Regions from separate parts of the Zea mays genome. Here region 2 is linked to region 1. The links are chromatin contacts, called in public Hi-C maps. All regions are on one chromosome and are shown on one strand. Each heading gives the region's core, a stretch centred on a gene start, on an enhancer-like site or on the middle of the called end of the contact. The rest is flanking DNA. Distances are from core to core; before and after follow the strand shown. Region 1 holds the start of LOC100383852 (Transducin/WD40 repeat-like superfamily protein). Region 2 holds the start of LOC100273492 (P-loop containing nucleoside triphosphate hydrolase superfamily protein).

The links. Hi-C and Micro-C count contacts between places; a contact is called where the count stands out from the background.
Region 2: a contact with region 1 is called in a Hi-C map of ear, with 3 times the contacts expected there. The contact joins the promoter of LOC100273492 here to the promoter of LOC100383852 in region 1. A contact is called at or near these places in 7 of 25 Hi-C or Micro-C datasets (ear, leaf and tassel) and 1 of 3 datasets of contacts at active chromatin or transcription factors (leaf).

What each region holds. Positions count from the first base shown.
Region 1 is chr4:177,078,922-177,085,770 of Zm-B73-REFERENCE-NAM-5.0, reverse strand. It overlaps LOC100383852 (Transducin/WD40 repeat-like superfamily protein), which reads left to right and starts at 4,207. Exons shown (of 3, transcript NM_001176482.2): 1 at 4,207-6,346; 2 at 6,448-6,849. The coding sequence starts at 4,433.
Region 2 is chr4:177,207,320-177,214,168 of Zm-B73-REFERENCE-NAM-5.0, reverse strand. LOC100273492 (P-loop containing nucleoside triphosphate hydrolase superfamily protein) reads right to left here and starts at 3,892. Exons shown (of 6, transcript NM_001320081.1): 1 at 3,119-3,892; 2 at 1,828-1,983; 3 at 1,638-1,745; 4 at 1,329-1,439; 5 at 1-1,244. The coding sequence starts at 3,742.

The DNA of each region.
Region 1 (6,849 bases), core at 2,958-5,457:
TTACCAGCATTGAGATCACGACTCAGTTTTGCAGCAACATCCACTTCACCGTACCAATCAGTAAACTCCCTGCCTCCTCCAGCACATGGCAAACCCAAAATCAGACGAACCGTCTCTTTTGTTATCTTCAGTTCCTTGCCAGCCCCTGGGCGTATGGTCATGTCATGTGGATCCAATTTATCCATCAACCACCTGATGAGAGATCTGCTCTCCAAGGCATCAGTTCGCAAATCAAATATACTAGAAAATCTCAATCTAGCGACAGCATCGCGCTGCCGATTGCTCATTATCCAAGATGAGACAATAACATCATAAGGAATGCAGCAGATATTCAATTTCTGAAAGCATAAATGAATATGCATTAATACACAAAGTATATATATTGTTAAAACTAAGGGTACTATATTTACATACAAGTGATATTTATTACATGCTTGTAAATAACTAGTCTACAACACTAAAAAAATAAACAGCATACTTTGAGATAATAATACACATAAATGTAAAGTGGGGGAAAATACAAAATTGATTGGGCACCAAAATTAACACATGAATAAACAGAAATATATACATAGTACCTGGGATTTTCTAGAAGTCTTCTGTTTAGGAGAGCTTTTTTTGTAATGATATTAGACTTTAGACTTCTTTTCACACTCGGAACTTGTGGAGAAGGGACTTTTATCTTCTTTGCACTATTGTTTTCTAAAGGGGAAGGTGAGGCAGATCTGAATTGGCGCTTCAACGATGGAGCATCCATGAAATCGTCGTCGGACAGTGTGGATGGAGCAGGAGGTTTTCTTTTTACACGACAAGCTAAAGCCTTTCTGTGAAAACGATGGACTGGAGCTGGTTGTGGCTCATTCTGCTTCTGATTATGTGGATTATCATCTTGGTGAGCTGAGCTGCTAGATCTTGTACGTCTGGAAATGTCAATTGAAAAAACCTCCTGACTGGATTCAATGGTTAATCTTTTTGGATTACTTGGAGGGCGATCAACAGATTTCATGATTAAACATTGAATAAATCTGTCGAAAAAAGTTGTTTTTAAATACAGTGATTTATTCATGAATATATGCCAAAAAAATCTAATTTTTACTATAACTATCTACAATGCATACTACATAATGCTAAATGGAATTACATAACTTAAACTACCTTTTACATTTATGTGACAGCATTTAATGAACAATGGTTATATATAAACATAAAGATTAATTTAATATTTCATATAATTGTAAATGGATCATGATAAAATAAGAGCCTTTTTGCATCAACTAACTATACAACATATTTTAATAGCTGGTTCGTAGTAATATACACATTTAGCTCATATCCAGACATGAATATTTAAATAACTTTTGCTTAAATAACAGTATCTGTATGTATTTATATATAATAAATAGGAGTGTAAACTACAGATTCAAGTAAATAGAACAATGCAAATATGCTTATTATATTGTGCAATGTTCATAAACATCTGTACAAATGAGCATACACAGTACTTCTAATATGCATATATCAAATTCAATAAGTATATTTTATATATAATAAAATAGATGTGTAAACAAATGATTCAGTAAATGTGCATAAACAGTACTGAGGATATGCATATATAATAAAACAGATGTGTACACAAATGATTCAAGTGAATGTGCATAAACAGTACTGAGGATATGCATATATATCAAATACAATAAGCATATTTGATAATAAAATAGATGTGAAAACAAACGATTCAAGTAAATGTGCATAAAGAGTACTGACGATATGCATATATAATAAAACAGATGTGTAAACAAATGATTCAAGTGAATGTGCATAAACAGTACTGAGGATATGCATATATATCAAATACAATAAGCATATATGTGTTACTTGGGTTGTGTAAAGGTACTCTCTGCAAACTCATCAATAAATACCTGATCCACAGCCTTTGTCTAGATCTATGAATGTCGAGCGATACAGGGGATCTAGAAGAAATGCAGATGCTCTAAGATCGGGGCTCCTGAACAAAAGAGAGATGCAATGAGCATTGCAATGACCCGATTAGAGAGATGTATAAACGGATACAAATCACACATTTAGCTAAAGAATAAGTGTTACAATCAAATCCACTTCAATCGACAAAAATGCTTCAAAAAATCGATGACAAACTCGATGTATTTCAAGTTGGATTACCTAGAACTTCTTGAATCGGGCTCCAATGCTCAGAGATTGAAGGAGGCCAGCTGGATTGGAACGGCGCTGGATTGGAGCGGCGCTGGATTGGAGCAGCGGAAATCGCCTGGCGAGTCGCCTCAGACGAAAGGAAAGACTGCGGCCACTGGGGTTTTCTTCCTATCGGCGCGGGTTTGCCTCAGTTGATTGCGCGAAGACGGTTTTAGAAACCGGAAACGTGGGAGACGTGGCTGGGCTGACGGGGGAAACGGTGTAACGGCGCCGTGACTGGGAACTGTTGACCCGGTGTGGTTCAACCCAAATGCGCATATTGACTAGCCTGGGCTTCCTCTATTATTGGAAGCCCAGGGCTCTTAATATATAAACTATATATATGCATATGTATGTATGTATATACTTAAAATTTTTTGACTAAATTTTGCTGCTACTTATATTAGTAAAATACTATTAGTGGATCTACACTTGCCCTTATTCATTCCTAGCGCCAAAAACAATAATGCACTAATTTATATTTTTTAATAATCCTACTATTTTCATTTGTTTAGTTAAATTTAATGAACTGAAGGACTCTTGTTGGTGTTTTGACCCGAGGGTCCTATCAACTAGTGAATTAGTATTGTGTGTCCTGATCCAGATGGTGATGCAAGTAGACACAATCTTTATCCTGGTTTGGGCAAGAGATGGTCCTACTTCCAGCAGAGGGTGGATGAGACTTATATTACTTGCACGTAGGTGCTTGTAGTAGGGGATACAAGCCGATCTAGAGACGGAGAGGTTCCCAACTCCCTGTTGATTGAGGCAAGTGTCAATATCGCTGTGGAGGGTGAAAATCGGTGAAGTGTTCTCCCCGAATGAAGCCCTAGATTTTCCTATTTATAGCCTCAAGGAGTGTTCCCAGGAGCGCCACGGTTTGTCGTGCATGGGAGAGGAGACGAGTCTGAGTCCCTGTAGCCGGTATGATCGTCGGTATGACCTTCGTATTTGCTGTTGACTTGAACCAGGAGGTGGACGTCCGGTCCCTGTATTTGCGTCTTGACCAAATAGAGAGTCGAGACCAGGATCTGGGGCTCAGACGCGTACCCGTGCCTGTCTAATGGAGGTGTTGTCTGAGTCGTAGTGGTTGAAACAGTGGTAAGTATGGTGAAAAGCGCATGATAATTCGTCCCGTATGGCGTAAAGTAGACTTGACGTCGGTCCTGTAGCCATCCCATTGCCGGCAGCCTTCGCGGAGGAGTTGGTGACGTCCTTTGGTCGATGTTATCTAGGCCGAGGTCAGACTCGGATGAGACGGAGCTCGGGGCATGTAGTCATACAAGGAGGGGTTATTATAGTTGTCGGAGTGGCCTCCTGCGAGATTCAGGAGTTGTTGCCGGGGCAGTTTGCCGAAACCGAGTTCATGGGAGGTGGAGTTTTCTCCGAGGTTGAGACCGACTTTGGGCGAGGTGGAGTTCCCTCCCGAGGGTGAGACCATGCTCTGAAGTATGCACGTCCCATCCAGAGTTGTTTGAACACAATAGACGGCGTGGGGGCAGTGTCCGTTATTCCCGGGCGTGCATCATTATAGTTGGTGAAAGTGGATGGGACAGCGGTCCCATCGCATCCTGTTTAACTGCGGCGTCACGTGGGGTTGGTATTCACATTAAATGCTCATATCTCCACGGTTCCCGTGACCTTTGTGCAAGTCGGGGCTCGGGGTTGTCCCTTGTCCGAGATGGACTCGGGCGAGGCGGAAACCGCCATTTCGTGAATAGGAAACCTCGGGCAAGACGAGGATTTCCCAGAGTGCTACTCTTGCTCGAGGACAGGCTCGGACCAGACGGAGTTTTGAGCGACCGTCGAGTGGGGTCTCGAACGAATCGTGGCTCATCCTTTCTTGACCTTGAAAAATTTGTCTTATGATTTTTTAGTTAGATATTAATCATGTTTAGAGGTATAATCCGGGTACCCGGACCCCGATACTCCACAACTCTATTTTTTTGTTATCGACAAAAAAAAATAGTGTAGACCCCTTGGAACTTGTTTTCTTCTCTCTTCCATACGGGGCTATCTCGAGAACTGCAGATGGGCCCAGCACTACAGTCCCACCTCAAACACTCCCGCTCAAACAATCTCGAAATTTGAAACAACCCTTCCCCTAATTTTCAAATCAATCAATCAAGCAATCCCAAATCCAAATCAGAGCGACCTTTCCTCTCGCCCCATCTTCCCCGAATCCCCGGATCCCCCAAACCCTAGCACTGCATCCCCTCCCGCTATGTCCTCCCGCCTCAAGGATCGCGGCGGCGGCAGGGCCACGGCCGCGGCCACCCGCCCGCTCACCCCGAAGCCCTTCTCCATTTCGTCATCCGCCCGGCAGACGACCGCCGCCGCCGGGAAGGAGAACACGGCGTCCAAGCCGTCCAAGCCCACCTCCGCCGTGCGGTGGTCCACGTCGTCGCTCCCGCGGGCCAGCAGGATCCAAAGCTCGGTGGACTCCTCCAAGCTCGCCTCCACCCTCAGGGCTCCCGTGCTGCCGGGGAGGACTTCCATCAGTAAGGATCCCGTGGTGGAGGCAGGCTTGCGGCGGAGCGTCAGTGGTGGGATCAGGGCTTCTTCTGTAGAGAAAGGGAGGAGGTCGATTAGTGTTGTTGGATCCAGGGCCTCCGAGGCTAGGAGAGGGAGTGCTGGCGCTGGTAGTGATGACACTGGTAGAAGGGCGAGGTTTGATGCGAAGGCGAAGGGGTCGGATGAGATCAGCAGGAAAAGAGGTGACCTTGATGCCAAGGGGAAGCAGACTGATGAGATTGGCAGGAAAAGGGAGAGCTTTGATGCAAAGGCCAAGCAGATCGGTGGGAAAAGAGATAGCTTTTGTGTGAATGTGTTGAAGCAATGTGATGAGAACAAAGGGAAAACAAATGCATTCGTGACTAATATGAAGAAGCAATGTGAAGATGTTGGTGGGCAAATAAAGGGCTCTGATTCAAAGGTAAAGGCAGCTGAAGAAATCAATATGAAGAAAGAGGGGCCCAATAAATTGATGAAGGAGATGAATACCAAAAAGGCTGATCCAGGAGAGGCTGCTTCCAAATCTGTGGAATGTTGTGCCATCCAGAAGGATGACGATATAGGCAAGACTTCTGTCATCCCTGTTTTCACTGTCCATGTGGTGAATTCAAATGATGTCCCTGATCCAATAAGGAAACAGCAAAAGAATAATGAAGAGGGCAGGAAGCAGGAAGAAAAGGTAAAATTGGCAGACAGGATAGGAGTTTTTGAGAAAGTGGCTGCAGGTGGGGAGGGAGGGTCAGCAAAACCCGTGTCTGCTATGAACAGGTACCCAAGCAAATTACATGAGAAACTAGCCGCGCTGGAAGGGAGGGTTCAGAAGATTGCTACCGATATCAAGAAAACCAAAGAAATGCTTGATGAGAACAACCCGAATGAGCCAAAACAGATCTTGTCAAATATCCAGAAGGAAATCACTGCCATTGAGAAGGCAATTTCTCATGTAAAGGATGATAATAAGATACAGCTGGGTACTGCAGATAGCAGTGAATGTGAGAGCTCTCACCCTGAAACAGCTGAAAAATGTACCATAACAAAGCCAGGTAACCTGAAGCAAGCTGGAAAAGGCTTGAATGCTGATGAGCTGGAGGCAAGGTTCTTTCCACACCACAAATTGTTGAGGGGTCGCATATCTTCAACTTCTACTCAACAGGAGTTATCTGTGGATGCAAAAAAAGATTGTAGTGGAAAAACAAGACCTGCCGCATCTGATCCTGGCGATGATGAGAACAGTATAGCCATGGAGTTTCTGGCTTCTTTAGATGGGGAAGAAAATGATTTCTTCAAGGATCGTCGAGCTAAGAAATTGGAAAAGAATAAAATATGTGAAGTAGCAGATGCTACCAGCAAGACATCAAGTCAAGGTAGCACAAAGAATCCAGTTGCTCCCAATCATAAGGATGAAGTTGAATTGCTTGCTACAGAGGAGCTAGAAGAATTTGATGATCAGGAAAACAAGTCATCCATGATGTTACAGGAAGAAACTGAGGAGTCATGCAATAGTCAGTTATCGGGTATAGGAAACAAGTCTTCAACTGGTGGATGGTTTGTTTCAGAGGGGGAAGCTGTGCTTCTTGCTCATGGAGATGGCACATGCTCCTATTATGACATTGCAAACCATGAGGTATTTGGTTATTTGCTACCTACATTTGCTCTAATTTCATTTTTGATTGGCATTTAATTACATACCCTGAGTGCTCACTTCTTTCAACTGAATTGATGCAGTTCAAATCTGAGTACAAGCCTCCCAGCTTGGTATCAAATAATACGTGGGGCGATTGCTGGTTGATTCGTGCCCCAGGCGTAGATGGATGTTCTGGTAGATTTGTTGTTGCTGCATCGGCTGGGAATGCATTGGAGCCTGGGTTTTGCAGCTGGGATTACTATACCAGAGAAGTAAAATCATTTCATGTCGAGGAGGAAGCTTCTCAAACTTTTGCTCCAACATCCAGGGCTATTCTTGGTGCTCTCTCTAATGTAGGCTCATCAAGATCCAGCTCTGCGCTGTCAAATACAGAGAGGCAGCAATGGTGGTATAAACCATGCGGACCTCTCCTGCTATCTACTGCTAGCAAGCAAAAGATGGTCACAGCTTATGATATACGTGACGGTGATGTTGTGATGAAA
Region 2 (6,849 bases), core at 2,643-5,142, 130 kb before region 1:
GCACTGCATGTATCCGGTTGCGCCGATAATGGCGCATCCACAACTTGGCATACGATTGGAGAAAGCTGAGAAGACACTGGGCTGTCAGTCACTCTGACGTCACACATGGGGGTCTCTATAGCTCCCCATGCCAACGGCTCCTTGTTTTCGTCTCCAAAAATTTTGTTTGCTGGTGATTTGTTCTGATTCCCAAACACTTGCTTTGCTGGAGACTGGTTCTCATTCCAGAACATTTCCTTTGCTGGTGACTGAACCTTTGGCTTCTTAGCTATTTCACGATGGTTGCCACAGAGCCTGAACATGTTCTCAATATGATGCTTCCTTGTTGCAGGATGATCTGGCTCAGAAAGTGTATGTTGTGCTATGTCCACCTTAAAGTTCTCATCTACAACCTCCTTGCGTACCTCCTCTTGAAGGCCACATTTCTTCTCTGCATAATCTTCATCTCCCTCCTCAAACACAGTGCTGAGGACAGTCTTTTCAGGATACCCGGACAGCCTGACATCATCTTCTTGCACCAAAGACCCTGTGCAAGCACTTGCTGCTGTGGTTGTGTGATTCCATATTTGGCCCTGCTGGCAAGTATCCTCCTTTATTACCTTGACATCTTGCATGGACGTCTGATCTCCCATATCTAAGTCCATAGACATGTCGATTGCCATTGATTGATCAAGGCCTGCAGGCATCTCTGATAGCCGTGCCAGCAGTCTACCTCCAATTACATCCTGCTGCCCTGGCTGACAACTATCAGCCTTTTCACGCTCAACCTCCTGCAGTCGCTGCCTTAGCACACAGAGCTCTTGCTGCTGCTTATACATCGCTTCTTCCATCTTCATGAGTTCACCCCTCAATGTCTGGGTTTTCTCCATAACTTTTGAATTGATCTCATTCTCAGTAGCTTTTCCCTGCCTTTCTATCAAGTTGAGCTTTGCTCTTAATTGTGCTAGCTCCTCTTCCCTCAGCTTTAGCACATTGCGAGCCTCATTGCGCTCTTTCTCCCTCAATTTGTTCTCTTTTTGAAGCTTGTGGATGAACTGGTTCATTGCAACAATTCTTGAATTGAGCATTGCAGATGACTCCTCGGAGCTCATTTTGTCCCTAGGTGTTGCGGCATGAGCAGCACGGATAATACACTTTGCCTTGGCACCATATTCTAAAGTAGAAACTGTCTTGTGCAGTTCCTTTGGGTCAGGACTAGCACACAGAATCATTAGGATTTTTGATTTGTCATCCTCGAATGAATCCTGAAATACAATAAAGGAAATATTTAGATCGTCGCTAGAGAGGAGAGGTTGTATCAACAAATGTAGATTTTTGTAGTAGTGTACCTGTAGTAGCATTGTGAGCTTGCTGTCCCTAAATGGAACATGGGAATCACCATTAGCTATAGATTCAACCACTCGCTTCAAAGCAGTGTTCCCTTGGTTGATTTTTGCTGTCTGTGGAAAATTTAGCGACATTATAGATTGCACATGTAATAAAATATTATAGGCTTTTAAGAGTGGTACAACTCATGTGGCAAGATCAGTGTCAAACGATCTATTAAATACACTCCTTGGAAGCAATTGTTCAGAATGCAATTGGAAGTTTGGAACACATAGATGCTAAAGCATACAAGAATCTGTTGCATAACACACCTGCATCTTGGCTTCAAATCCCGTTTGACCTGCTGCTTCTATGTTTTCAGATCCAGCCATGTCCACAAGCATCAACCTTCCTCCCACAGCTGGGACATCCAGGATAATCTATAGATGCAAAGCATAGTGTGAAAAAGCTTGATTTTTTAAAAATGAATGCTGACAGTGCTGGTGGCTGAATGCAACAAACCACGCAATGGCTCCGTGAACTTCTCTCATTACAAAGTGTGCTCTTCACAGTTCTTCGCTTTTCAACTTTAGAAACTTCTCTTGATATCCTTCCAGGTTCATTTCCAGATATATAGGTTGCATTCTTAGCTTTCTTCCCCATTACTTCTAGTCTCGCCTGTCCATAGATACAGAACTGTGAGGCTTCAACGATACACTGATTTACATCAATCCATAAATTTACATTGACAGAACAAATGAATGACAACATTCATAATCTTGAAATTTGCTCTCGCATTTCAAATTATAACTTGTGACTTGTGAGCACTTCCTAATTAAAACCTGGGATGTTCAGGATACAATCCCAATAAAATATTACAATTTCAGTGCCAAATGACAATCTGAAATACTGGCCACATAAAAAAACTCGACCTGTGGGGTAAGACCGGCCCCACGACGTTAGACCTTCTCACACAAGTCGAGAAAACCTCCGAACCCCTGTCACACCCATACACACCGGTACTGTAGCCCATGTGAGAACGACTGCGACCAAGGCCGGGCCTTAGACCTGTGCTTTGTCGTGGAACAGACGATGGGATTTTATTAACCACGGCCTAAAAATTCGCTCCCACGGGGAGTCGAATGCAGGACCTTAGGAGTGCTATTCATACCACCTAACCAACTCGCATTTACAACACACTAGCAAAGGTTTTTATTTATATTTAAGTATATAAAGTATAAAACATAAAGACATGTGTGTTCTGTTGGCTAGGTAAGTGTAAACGTGGGTTTAGAGTCAACAACCATGGTTCAAATTCTAATTTGTGCATAATTTTACATTTTTTCAACTTAAATGTGGGGGCACAACGATGGTTCAAACCGTGGAACCAAGAAAACTGATACTTTAATATAGTAGAGATAAACAACAAAAAAATCACAGCCCGTGAAAAGTATCTAGACAATTTAAGATCTTTTCTGTTTAATTCATGTTATGTCTTATGAGCACTTCATTATCAGTTCGTGCGACTTGCCAGCTGAATACCGAGAAAACAGTACTAGTAGTACCTAAGAATAGCGCCTAATACAAAATATTTTGGTTTATCAGGGTTACAATTACAGTACCTGATTCAGTTTAGATTCACTATATCGCACTGAAAAGCACCAATTACTTATTCTGGAGCAGATTCCTAATAAAGTATACTACCAGACCAGCAAATTGGAATTCACATTTGAAACCACATTAGAGCTCAAATTGCACGCACATAATCAGCAAACTAAAGCGTGCCATGTGAAAAATAGCCAGCGTAGATCACCTTGGGGGCGTTTCCTTTAGCAGCGGCCCCGCTGCCCACGAGCAAATCGTAGACCTCCTCGTTATAGATCTCCAGCACCGCGACCTGAACGAAGAGGCCGGCGTCATCCTCTGCAGAGTCGCCTTCGCTACCTCCGCCTCCCTCCAGGATGTCCCTGAGGGCACGGTACACGATCCCGGGCTGCCTGGCGCAGCCGAACATGGTGTGGCTCTTCCCGGACCCCGTGGGCCCGTAGACCATGACGGTGCACTTGGCGCCGACCCGGACGCCCTGGATCCTGGAGCGCACGAACCGGCGGTAGAACCCCTCGAGGTCCTCCTCCTCCGACACGGAGACGCCGTCGAGGGTGAAGTCGCGGCACCCGCCGGCGTCGCCGCGCACGCGCACGGCCGTCCCGCCGCCCGCGAACTCCAGCGCGGACGAGACACCCGAGGCGAGGTTCCGGATGCGGCCGATCACCTCGACCGGGTGCTCCGTGGCGCCGCCGTGGTTGGCGTTCCTCGGGGTGGCGGCGGGGAAGTGGAGACGGTGCTTGGACGCGGGCGTCCTGAGGGGCGTCGCGGTCGCGCCCGTGGCCTGAGGCGCCGGCGCCGGACGTGTAGGCGGGGTGGGCGGCGGCGCCATCGGGGTGTGTGTGTGGGATCAGCTGAGCTAGGGTTTCGGGAGCAGGTACGACCTGGGGATCCGCTGCTGGTGAGCCCGTGCTCCGTAGACGGGCGAGCTCTATGGTTCGTGGGAGCCCGTGGAGAGGAAGGGGACGCGGCGAGGCGAGAGATGGAGGAGGGAGCGCGGTGGAGATTGGAAGCCGGGGGGGAGAAGGGGAAGGGATTTGAAATCGGAGTAGCCGTTTGGGGTCCGGGCGCTGCGGCTGTGCAGTAGCCGTGCAGCTGTAACTGTAGCCTGGTTTGGACCCTTTTTGTTTTGAAGGCAAGCTGGACTGGAGGAGGCAGAGGGTGAGGGATCACGAGATGTGTGCTGCGCGCGTGGCGGGGTGCCGCTGTATAATTTGCGGTGCGGGTTAAGAACTGTGTACACTTGTTAGTAAGGACAGTAATTAACAAGTAGGAGTAATTGGCATTTAGATGCTGCAAATCTAATCTGAATTTGAAATTAATTTCCAGCTGGTCTGGAGTACTGCGAAACACACGTGCACTGCTCTGGTGAGTCCGTTAACTTCTAACACTGAATACGCATGATAATTGAACGCCGATAACGTCTTACACGCACCGAACTTGTGAAATTAAAAAGAACATCCGGAGAGAACAGTGCCAATTAACCAGAGGACGCAGCCTAGGGAGATAGGGAACCTAGAGCTCCGCCCGTCTAACGTCATAATCCAAGTCTAAGGCCCTGTTTGGCACAGCTGGTGCTTGTTGAAAAAGCAGCTTATCTGAGAAGCTGGTGAAAAGCAGCTTCTGCTTATTGGCTGCTTTTAGTGTATTCTGAGAAGCAGCTGAACTGATAAGCTGCTGCAGAAGCTGCCTGTTTGGCAGAACCTCTGCTTAAATTTGTGAAGAAGCTGAAAATAAGCTGTGCCAAACAGGGCCTAAAACATGCTAACACGCATACAATGTCGCTGGACCCTAAGGCCCAACATAGAGCCCACAAAAGCCCCCTTTTCCTTTCATTTTGGTACCTAAATAAGCCCACGGGCGCTCGTTACTGTACTTGGCATAATCAGCGCGTAGGCTATCATCATCATCGCAATTCATAAGACATCACAGACGCTCCTTTCCATAGCCTATAATAATAAAGGTGTGTTTGGTTGGACATACAAGAAGAATGGAAGGGGCGGCCATATTTTTTATAGTGTTTGGATAAGAGTCACGTGAAAATGAAGTGAACACTGGAGCAATTTTTTGTGACATCATGGTATAAAAAATCGAGGGGACGTTGTCGCCCCAGGACTCATTCTATTTTGACTTAAAACCAAACACATCATAGAAACGCCACACTTTTGATAAACTACTAACCCGGCGGCAAACAGCTCATCGCCAGTCTGTTTACTGCGTGACGCTTTGGGGTCGCCCGCTGTCTGGTGCTGATGAAGGCGAATAGGAATATAGACGATGCAAAAGCTTGGCCCAGCAGCATCAGCCGGGGCTCAGCAGCTGTCCTGCTCCTGCTCGCCTGGCATGTCTGCCTGCCTGCCTGCTCATCATGGAAGGAAGGAGAAGGCACGCATGGTCACATGAGCAGATCTGCCGATGAGCTGAGGCGAGAGCGCCGCTGCCACTGGGGGAGTGGGGACCAGTCCCAGGCCACACACAGGCAGTTACTGCCACACATCTTCTAAACTAGTATATACTGCATCACGGTCCCCGTTACACGTAGGACAGTGGTCCAGTTTCACCCCTGATGAACGCTGTGCGGCTGACGTGGACGCACTTAAGGGCTTGTTCGGTTATTCCTGTCGCATATGGATTGGATGGGATTGGAAAAAAATATGAAGGATTTTGACTTGTTTGTGATTTAAACCCATCCAATCCCACCCAATCCATATGGATTGAGAGGAAAGCGAACAAGCCCTAAGGGGGGCACACGAGCAGTAACAGCGGAGCTATTGGCGCCAATTTCCCTCCAGCTGTGTCTGTGCGCGGTGTGCCCGCCCTGGCCCTGCTCTGCTCCAGTCCTGCAGCAAGGAGATCAGCCTAATGCTGATCCCAGATCTCAGCAGGGACAGAAGCATCCGATCTCTGCCGAGTGGCTGATGACGCCGGGCCCGTACCATGCTGCTGCCGTGCCGCATCGGCTCGGCAGGCACCGAGCCCAATCGGATAGGATAAGACTTAATCCGAAGCACTCGTCCGGCGAGTCGGCGACGACCAGTGAATGGCGCCGGGTTTGGTTTGGTTTGGTTCGGGCGGGCCGGGGATGGAGGCGATTTGTCCGCGAAGGACCGCCGAACGACCGGCGACTTCAGCGCTGGTTGAGCGCGCGATCTGGTGCAGCTTCATTGCTAGTAACAGCGACAGGCATGTTGTCTATACAGAATTGTGAATACAATTTCTTACTAGCTGTTTAGCCAGACGGAGGACAACAGTAGGATGATTAGGGTTCTCATATTAATATATTATTTTTTATATTGATCAAAATGAAAACTAATCAACTCATTAAACTTGTAACCTGCTACTTACGGGGGAGAAACAACACGAGTTACTATCTCAGAATAGAGAGAGTGGTTAATAATTAGGTTATGTTTGAATGCGCTACAGCTAATAATTAGCTGTATTTTAATGTACTAGAGCTAATAGTTAGTTGATAAAATTAGTTGAACATATTTAAACAGTTTAGCTAATAATTTAGCTATTAATTATTTTTAGTAAATTGGTAAATAGTTAGTTATTTATTTGTTAGCTAGCTAATTTCATTAGCAATTTTTAACCAGCTAACTATAAGCTCTAGTACACTTAAACAATAGGATTCAGACAATTGTTTATTCTATGGATAGAAGACTGGTTGTCCACAATGTTCAATAAAGAGCATTTGATGGATACGTTCGTACGTCGATGAGGAGATTTTTCTTTGTTTTATTTATCTACTTATTATACTACACCACGAGACACGGGAGTGGAGCGGAGTGGCAGATCACGGATAATCAAAAAAGGGAGCTAGTAGTGGATAAGAGTATATATGCCTTTACCAACACTCTTGCTGTCACACCATTCATAACAGCATTCGCAAAGAAAAGAGAGGGGGAAAAGGAGAGGATAGTGAGTAAAAAAGATGTT